Regions from separate parts of the Gossypium hirsutum genome. Here region 1 is linked to region 2. A link is a contact called in public Hi-C data. All regions are on one chromosome and are shown on one strand. The core of a region is the stretch at or near the end of the contact, and the rest is flanking DNA. Distances in the headings are between cores, read along the strand shown.

Region 1 (5,051 bases), core at 2,363-4,862, 520 kb before region 2:
TTCACGAGTCTAATACTATGAAATAATTTGATAACAGAATTTCTTCAAGTCTAAATTAGACTCAATTTTTATTCATTCTCAAAAAGTTTGGGCTCATTGTTCATGTACTTATTTATGCGGATTGCATAATTGTCACTAGTAATAATTTATCCAGAGTTCGTCATACTATTCATAATCTCTCTAATACATTTTCTCTACGGCTTGGTAAACTTCATGCGTTTTTTTTTGGATGTTGAGGTGATTCCACATACTAGGGGTCTTTACCTATCTCGACACAAATATATTGCTGATCTTTTGCATTATGTCAGTATACATGATACCAAAGGTGGTATGAAAGATTGTACTACTTTGGAGTGTTCCTCCTGACGACCCCATTGCTGATGGATCTTACTATTGAAAGATTGTTGGCAAGCTTCAATATTTAGCTTTCACGTGACCTGACGTTGCCTGCTTTCACAATTCGTGTATTGTCCGCCAAGCACACTAGAAGGCAGTAAAACGACTGCTAAAGTATCTCAATCGCAGCTCTTGTTTTGGTCTTCAAATTGCTCGTGAACATGACAGCCGCCTTCTCATTTCTTTTAATTTTGATCAGGCTTGTGATCACTTCCGCTATTGGCTAGGTTATTTGTTTTTATTGTGTTTCAATTTCTTGTTCCTCAAAAATATAAGGTGCAGTGTTTTGCTCCTCAACAAAGGTTGGATACCGAGCAGTTGCTACTGCATTAAGCTTAAATTAGTCAACTTAGCTGAAACAAAAGTGCGGAGGTATCACTACTGACCTTTCAAATGGCTAGTGATTTGTGTATAAGTTGGGTTGAACAAATAATGGAATCTTTTATTTTAACCCAAGCTTAGTGAAGGCGAAGTGTAAGTAGCAAACTCTAAAACAAAATATAAAGGGAAAAATTTTCTTTTACAATTGTTCAAAACATATAAAGCTAAGGCTACAAAATAAACCAAAAAAGAAAGACATTCTGCCTCCCTATGGTGTGAGGCGGCTGCACTATTGAAAACCTTAAATGCAACTATTCTAAGACTACCCATGAACATCAACACGAAAACATCCTAAAGTTAAAACTGCTAGTAATAAACAACGAAGAAAAAAATGAGAACACCCTAAGACTATAAAATAAAGAACAGACAAGATAAACGAAAAGGAGAAAAAATTCAACATCCTAAAGTTAAAACTGCTAGTAATAAACAACGAAGAAAAAAATGAGAACACCCTAAGACTATAAAATAAAGAACAGACAAGATAAACGAAAAGGAGAAAAAATTCATAAACATATAACTAGATAAGCATAGCATCCACCACCGTCATTTCCATATCATTCAAGGAATGCCACACACCACCTCATGCAGCTGCATGGATTGGCCCATTAGATCTAAACCCACGGCCCCTTCCACGGTATCCCCTGCCACGACCACGACCTTCAAAGAGCAAATCAAGAACCATTAAGCAAGTCCCCTTCAGGCCAACAAGTCTATGCTTGCATCTCCTCATTAACTTCTTTTAGTGCCACATCATCTTACTAGTATTCCAAGTGCATTTTTTTATTCACCGTGTTTAAAATAGTTCAAATTGCAACACGTCAAGGGAAAAAATAGAACCAAAAAAATGGGTCATTATGTATATGCACACCACAGTCCATGAGGAAAACCATTAAACATGCTAACACTTTATGGAAACTAAAACATGGAAAACTCACCACGGCCACCTTGGGGAGGGGCTTCATAATTGTAGCCTTCATCTTGCAGCCTATCGAACTGAGGTCCATTGTATCCTCCACGTCCACGGCCCCGGACCCCACGTCCTCTTCCTCGACCTCTACCCCTAGCATAGCCACGAGTGCGGTCCCAGCTTCCGTCCTCATACTCAGCAGAGACAAAACCGTTCCCTGAATAAGAATACAATTAAATATCTGCCTCAATATTTCTTACATTACATTCAATAAAATTTAGAGCCATGGTAAGTCTTGAACCAAACACAACAAAACATTACATCTAACAGGGTGCATATCAAACACTCAAAACCAGCATACCTCTACTCCTCGGCCTTCCTCTACCACCACGGCCCCTACCTCGGTCATTAGGTGAGCCCTCTGCTAAACAAAAAGAAATCTATAAAAGGAAATATGGGCATTCAGCATAACCCAAAGAAATAGTGCAGGAAAGAAATGTGTCCAGTACCTCCTTCATGATCGACTTCTGTGGATGCTTTCACCTGATCAGCTGGTAATGGAGGCTGGTACCTGGATGAAGTGATTCATGAGTCACTGACCAACTTTGAGAATTCAAAGTCAACTAAACCATCAAGCCACCATCATGAGAGCATTAAACCTTCCATTTGCTAAAATTCTCCAGTTTCCCACATTCATAAAAATGTAAATAAACTAGCACGGTTGTAAAAAAGCCAAGTCCAACTTGCTTCATATTAACAAAAAGAAACCATTTGACCTTCACTTAAAAATTAAAGCTAAACAAGTATAATGAGGAACAATGTACTTGTATCAGTAAAGAAAAACAAGTGCAGGAAGTTACCCAACAGAGGACGTATTCAATTCTTTTTTCGAAAGGGTTATAGTGATCATTGACACATGCCTGGTGGTCTCCAATCTGTGATAATTAAACAAATTACTAAATTCCCTAAAGAAACAGATTAAGTTCATAGAAAACTCTAAACCTTTATTGCAAAAAGGTTTTAAATATAGCTCTTACGGAAGAAGTCCTTCCTCCAGAGGCTCCCACATATCTGTTATATCCATGGATCCAATTGATGTAATCTGATGTAAACCAACGATTCTTCTCTGCATTAGAAGTACATGGAAGACATTGTCAGCCTCCTTAAACAAGAATCAAAAGAATAAAACCCTTCACATAGATTAAAAAGGTAATTTAATTTACCTTAATTAACTCCACAATGGTCACAGTCTTGTTAATGGCCCTTCCCATTGCCTTAAAAACTACTTGACTCGATCCCTTCTCCTATAAAACAAAAATCGTTTTACGAACACTTGAAGATATTAGACTTTTTTCAAAAGCATCGAAAGTTTTCTCAAAAGCATCGAACACCCAAATGAAATAAAGTTCTAAATACCCAGAAATTAAACCAAAAAGAAAAAAGAAAACCTGGAGCAGAGTCATAGCATAAGTGATATAACTACGCATCCTTCCTTGACTGGTAATCCGAATCTCATTCTCGTCAATGGGTGTCTCTGCTTTCGGCTTCTCCACCCTCTGGTAACGATCCATCTATCCACCGCCCAAAAAAAAATTAGAAAAGATGAAAGAGAAGCAAAAGCGAAGGAAAAATAGGATTAGATCTGAAAAATACAACCTGAAAGGATTTGGAAAAGGAGTAGTAAAGGAAATAATGGGGGGAATAAGCTCAACCAAGAGAGAGCCCTCTTCTACGGCTTATATTTCTTTTCTTTTACGCCCTAAAGCCGCTCTCTCCAGATGTTTCTTCTTACTTTTATATCTTCTAAAACTGCCCTAACCGACTCCTTTACCCGGTTCACCCGATTTATCTCCTTCCCGTGAATCAAACCGTGACTTTTTTATCAAGTGCCATGCCGTTGTTTAAGAAGAAACACTACTACTCATCTTAAATTTTTAACTGTTTATTTAATTCATAATATATAATACCATTTAAACACTTAAACACGAGTGAAATCCAACATCAATTTTATTAATAAAATTATATAAATATTCATTCATATTTAAGATATTACATTATTCATAAAAAAATGTAATGCGATGAGATTTTGAATTTATGTCATTTATATTAATAAAATCTTAATTTTATCGTTCAATCAAAGTTTTATTTTATTATGTTTTGTTCACTTTATTTTTATATATCTATATTCATGCTATTTATAAAATCATTTACTGAGTGGGTGTCACCAATCAACCGAGTCTCAATTCAATTAAGAATTATAAAAACAACACATTCTATTTAAAAAGTTATATGATTATGTGGGTATTTTTTACTTTTTATATCTTTATAAATCAATAAAAATTTGTCTATAATAAGATTTGGACCAAGTACACCATGTGAATAAATTTTTTTTCTTTTATCATATTATATTTGCATCTATACTTATTTTATTTATAAAAAGTAGGTGCCCACTCTAAAAAGGAATTATAAAATAAAAAATCATTTTATTTGCAAATTAAATTATATGATTAAGTAGGTGTTTTTGACTTTAATAAACATGTTTGTTATATATTTGTATATCTATACTATTTATAAGGTCATTTATTGAGTTGGTATCACCCATCAATCAATCAGGTTCTAACATAGTAAGTGAAATTAATTTGATGTCGTAAATTATATTATTTTAAGGTATTTTATTTTTTATTTAAAAAATTAATAAAAAGATGCATAAAATGATATTTGAAGCCATGCCAATTAGGTTAGTAAAACCTCAAATTTATCACTTTACCAAAATTTTATTTTAACAATATATACATTTTAATTTTGTTATGCACATTTTATTACCTCCATCAATTGTATATATATACTATTAATCAAATCTCTTACTGAGTTGGTGTCACAAGTCAATCGTTCACTGATTTGATTACGTAAATTACAAAAATATCATCCCGTATGTAAAATAAGTCATATTGTTTGAGGGTATTTTAATTTTTCATTTTAACAAAAACCAATAAAAATATGCAAATAGTGGGATTTAAACCCACATCAATTGCATTAGTAAAATTTTTAATTTACCACTCAATTAAAGCTTCATCTTGATATTTTTGTACATTTTAATTTTATTATACGTATTTTATTACCTCCACCGATTGTATATATTAATAATGCAGTTGATTGAGTTAGTGTTACAAATTAACTCGACACTGACTCAAGATTGATCACAACAAAATGATAAATAATTTAATCAATTTTTTAAATATTACAATGTGCATATTTCATGTGTTATTATTGATAGGTTTCAGACCATTAGTTTCATTATTTATTGTATATTATTTATAAATACACATTTGTGTACTAAATTTATGGTTTCTACACTTATACACGTGTA
Region 2 (5,277 bases), core at 2,668-5,167:
GTCTGTCTATTACTGTTTCACAGTAATAATCTTGAGTTTATATTACAGATAAAGTTTACTGATATCAGCTGGACACATGATAGCAAAGGGTTTTTCTACAGCCGGTACCCAGCGCCCAAGTAATTGAACTCACTTCTCATTAATTACTGCAAATTTTGTTCTCTGTTTTCTGCCTGCTAACTATCTCTCTGTCCCCTGGTTCTAAAATGCAGAGATGGAGAAAACTTTTATTCTGGGATACAAACTAATGTTAACGTCAATCATGAGCTATACTATCATTTCCTTGGTACAAATCAGTCTGAAGACATTTTATGCTGGAGAGATCCTGACAATCCAAAGCACATGTTTAGTGGAAAAGTGACGGATGATGGGAAGGTAAGTTGATGTTTAAGCGTGCATCTACAATTTCATTTCATTTTGGTGTCTAAGGGGAAATTCTTTGTATTCGTTATCGTGCAGTATCTTGTTCTGTATATTGATGAGGGATGTGGCCCTGTCAATAAACTCTATCTCTGTGACATGTCTACACTTCCTGGAGGTCTCCAAGGTTTCCGGGAAAGAAATGGCCCACTCCCGTTTGTTAAGTTGATAGATAAGTTCGACGCACAATATATTAATGTTGCTAATGATGATTCGTGGTTTACTTTCATGACAAACAAAGATGCTCCGAAATATAAATTAGTTCGAGTCGATCTGAAGGAACCGGGTAAATGGATTGATGTTATTCCAGAGAATGAAAAAGATGTGCTTCAATCAGCATGTGTTGTGAATGGCAATCAGATAATTACGAGTTATTTGAGTGATGTCAAGTATGTGATCCAAGTCAGGGATTTGGAAACAGGTTCCATGCTGCATAATTTGCCTATTGACATAGGAACTGTTTACGGGATCTCTGCTCGCCGTGAAGATAGTATCGTTTTCATTGGTTTTACTAGCTTTCTTACTCCTGGTATAATATATCAATGTAACTTAGGAACTAAGTTTCCAGAAATGAAGATATTCCGTGAGATTAGTGTGCTTGGATTTGATCGGTCGGAGTTCAAAGTCAATCAGGTGATAAATCCTGCTCTATTCTAGTTTTGCTTACCTCTATTTTATATGGTTGTTCTTTATTTGGTATGTTACCTTTCTTTCTTTCAATTCATTTTAGGTTTTCGTGCCAAGTAAGGATGGCACCAAGATCCCAATGTTCATAATTGGGAGGAAGGACCTAAATCTGGATGGATCACACCCTTGTTTGTTGTATGGATATGGTGGATTCAATGTCAGTCTCACACCATCATTTAGTGTTAGTCGTATAGTGCTTGCCAGGCACCTTGGTGCTTTTTTCTGCATCGCAAACATTCGCGGTGGTGGAGAATACGGTGAGGAATGGCACAAAGCTGGTGCCTTATCCAAGAAGCAAACTTGCTTTGATGACTTCATTTCTGCTGCTGAGTATCTAATATCTTCTGGATATACTATGCCCGAAAAGCTATGTATTGAAGGGGGAAGCAACGGTGGGCTTCTAGTTGGGGCTTGCATAAATCAGGTTTACTTCTCTTTCATTTATTGTTTTCCTTGACCGTAAATTGTTCAAAATATTAAGTCATTTTCCTTTCTCCAGAGACCTGAGCTTTTTGGTTGTGCGTTGGCTCATGTTGGTGTCATGGACATGTTGAGGTTTCACAAATTCACCATAGGTTAGTTTCTTTTGACCTTCTTTATATTAGATGATCACTGTTATATGTTGATTAAAGTTTTGGATTGAATTAGGCCATGCTTGGACATGTGATTTTGGCTGTTCTGACAAAGAAGAAGATTTCAACTGGCTTATCAAGTAAGTCAAAATTTATATTACTTTGGCATCTGATTATGAATTAACTTGAGACAAGGTTTTGGACATTGAACTAGCTGTTGGGTTCTACCTTATGTTTATGAGGTACTCACCATTACATAATGTAAGGAGACCATGGGAGAAACTTCCTGGTAGAATGTTGCAATATCCATCCACTATGCTATTGACTGCAGATCACGATGATCGTGTCGTTCCGTTACATTCATTGAAGATGTTGGCAGTAAGTTCCTTCTGAATACTCGTACTAGTTTCTACTTGTTCGATCCACCCGCATAGGAAGCCTGGAAATTCCACCACTTGTAAGGGCACTTGGTTTCTTTGTTCTTTTTCAGACAATGCAACATGTTCTGTGTACGAGCTTGGAGAACAGTCCCCAGACTAATCCGATTGTTGGACGTATTGAGTGTAAGGCCGGTCATGGATGTGGACGTCCAACACATAAACTGGTAATCAGAGTCGTTAACCTTGTAAAGTTATCATCTTTTTAGCCACTCCCTGGACTATATTTCACCTTATGGCGTTTTTTTCCTGCAGATTGATGAAGCTGCTGACAGGTATAGCTTCATGGCTAAGGTGTTAGGTGCATCTTGGATAGAGTAACTCATACCAAATATGAAAATCTTCGTAGAGATAGGTCAAACTTTTTTCCCGACGTGAAACTACAAGAAACTATGTTACAGTGATATATGTAGTTAAAAATTTACTCATAGTTAGAATTCACAACGTTAACCTCAGGCTATATTTACAAACTATTACTTGTAAAGGAAACATGGATCAAGATAACAATAAAGTGTTCCTTATACTGAGTACGCACATACATAATTAATTGATGATCTAATGTTTATGTATGTCATCATGTGCCGAATTTTATACACAATTTATCTGATATTCTTTGAGCAAGATATTCTCGCTTTTCCTTCTTAAGATAGAGAACATTAACTGCATATATTCTATTAAATCAATACTTTAGATTTCCACTTGGTAGAAACTTAGGCGATTCTTGGACTGCCTGAGAATCCAGTTTAAAAGACATGGGATTGTAGATTCGTTGCCCACTTCTAAAGGAACATGATACTGCCAAATGCCTATCTATAACTAAATGACACACAAGTCTGGCGTCAAAGAATAGAATGTTGGTGTGGGCATGTGGGGGATAAAAGAAAACTTACCAAAAAGTAACGAAGGCTTCAAAGCATGTATCAATATTGATGTGGCGGAGATAAAAGTAAACTTAAGAGAGAATTGAAAACACAAATATTTACGTGAAAAACTCTTCCGAAGAGGATTAAAATCACGAACAAAGGAGGCTTCGGCTTATCATTAAACGAGTAAACAAAAGAGAGTATAATATGTTGCTAAATGTACTAAATTTACAAACTCAAACTCCAAAAACAAAGCTCTAACTCAAGAATAAACTTCTTTTTATAATTACCATGAAAACTCTCATCAAAACTCATTTGCGACTACATCTTGTCACCCAGAAGAAAAACCCAAGAGTACTATATGTCCCTAAAGTAATCATAGATCGACTGATAAAATATTAGAGTTCTACTCATACTAAAATATTCCTGAAGTAATTATAGATCGACTGATAAAAGATAGCAAAGTTTAATTAGGAGAAGATAATTTTGGTGGGAAACACGTCACAATGTTCTTATTTGCGTTGTCACGACGTCGCCGGCTAACTTTTGTAAGTTCCTGCAAATTGTTCCTTAAATGTGAGGCACATCTCATAAAATTACTGACAAATGAATCTCGATGATATAAAGAAACCTAATGATTATCTACATTTTACACTGATAGACTGCAATAATATTAATTTTTATAAAAAAATTCTATATTAATTTTTTATAAAATAATCTAGGAATATAAAAAATGGTGGAAAAATATAATCAAAGTATACTTAAATCTTCTTTTTAAGTGTCACATATAAATAAAATTTCGCTCATATCTCTTTATAAAAATATAGCTACCTAAATGAATACTCATATGTTTTTAACCATAAATGAATTTAAAAGAAATCACTCATCACTAAGGAATACTTATAATTTTTGGTTAAAGTAAAATCTTGTGTTTTTCATACGTTGGAAAACATTGAACTTGAAATAGATTAAGACAGAATTAGAGTTGAATTACTAGCGTAGGCGGGTCTTTTTCTTTTTTAAGGAATAATGTACAGATAAGCAAATAAAAGATTCGAAGAAAACTGGAAAAGTCTGTTTAGCCAGCCCCAGACGACCTTTAACCTAGTCAAGCCGTTTCTTTTTCCCTATTTCTAATAGATGATTTCACGCGCATGCCACGCGCTCCTTTTTAATCTTCCTTACACTACGCGCCGTCTCGGAAACCTCGCTCCCAATCTAATAGTAAAAGTCTCAGCTCCACGGAAGAGTCGCCGTTGCCTCAACCCTTTCGTTTCGACTGCTAGTCTCATGGGTTCAGTTTCTGCGTTGAAAGAGCCTTTAGAGTATCCAATTTCTCGCAGAGACGACTCTGTCGTTGACGATTACCATGGCGTTAAGATTGCTGACCCTTATCGATGGTATCCTATTTCATTAAAATTTCCATCATTTTATTCAAATTTTATATCGATTATTTTGAAGATATTATTCAATCATTTCGCTTCCTAGGCTTGAAGATCCCGATGCTGAGGAAGTAAAGGATTTTGTTCAGAAACAGGTAAAATTAACCGAATCGGTGCTTCAGCAGTGCGAAGCAAAAGATAAGCTTCGCGAGAAAATCACCAAGCTTTTTGATCACCCACGTTATGAGGTCCCATTCAAGCGAGGCAATAAGTATTTCTATTTCCATAACACTGGACTTCAAGCACAAAATGTCCTTTATGTCCAGGTTCGTAATCCAAGAATTCTATTCAAATGGATTTTATTTTTTTCGTACATAAAAAGGGATTCAAGAGCTGATCTGATGTTGAGTTTTTCTTTTTCCAGGATAGTTTGGAAGGAGAAGCTCAAGTATTGCTTGACCCCAATTCGCTTAGTGAGGATGGAACCGTGTCTTTGAGCTCCTTGTCTGTAAGTGAGGATGCTAAGTATTTGGCATATGGGCTTAGTTCCAGTGGCAGTGATTGGGTGACGATTAAAGTGATGCGAGTTGAGGATAAATCAGCTGAGCCTGATACTTTATCATGGGTGAGCTGATTGATTTGAGTCTTTGAGTGTTCAATTTTGTTTCAAGAGTCTGTTGATTGATTATCCTGCTAACCTTGCAATTCAATTCTGTTCACAGGTAAAGTTTTCAGGTATAAGTTGGACCCATGATAGCCAAGGGTTCTTCTATAGTCGTTATCCAGCACCTAAGTAAGTAAAAATGATGTTCTGATTGGAGTAGAGACGGACCTTTTTTTTTTTTTAATTCTGAAAATAGAAAATAAGGTTATGGTATGTTTATTATGTAGAGAGGGAGAAAATGTTGACGCTGGG

Evidence for each region. Hi-C and Micro-C count contacts between places; a contact is called where the count stands out from the background.
Region 1: a contact with region 2 is called in a Hi-C map of leaf, with 2.3 times the contacts expected there. The contact joins the promoter of LOC107917987 here to the promoter of LOC107917980 in region 2. A contact is called at or near these places in 2 of 34 Hi-C or Micro-C datasets (both in leaf).

What each region holds. Positions count from the first base shown.
Region 1 is chrA01:21,375,040-21,380,090 of Gossypium_hirsutum_v2.1, reverse strand. It overlaps LOC107917987 (ribonuclease P protein subunit p25-like protein), which reads right to left and starts at 3,612. Exons shown (of 9, transcript XM_016847453.2): 1 at 3,341-3,612; 2 at 3,133-3,255; 3 at 2,908-2,988; 4 at 2,722-2,810; 5 at 2,545-2,619; 6 at 2,194-2,255; 7 at 2,046-2,105; 8 at 1,713-1,901; 9 at 898-1,434. The coding sequence starts at 3,255. The coding sequence ends at 1,358.
Region 2 is chrA01:20,856,061-20,861,337 of Gossypium_hirsutum_v2.1, reverse strand. LOC107917980 (prolyl endopeptidase) reads left to right here and starts at 3,917. Exons shown (of 12, transcript XM_016847444.2): 1 at 3,917-4,379; 2 at 4,468-4,687; 3 at 4,786-4,986; 4 at 5,084-5,154; 5 at 5,253-5,277. The coding sequence starts at 4,120. It overlaps LOC107918106 (prolyl endopeptidase), which reads left to right. Exons shown (of 12, transcript XM_016847619.2): 4 at 49-119; 5 at 213-375; 6 at 460-1,053; 7 at 1,151-1,531; 8 at 1,607-1,682; 9 at 1,756-1,819; 10 at 1,922-2,057; 11 at 2,170-2,283; 12 at 2,372-2,685. The coding sequence ends at 2,437.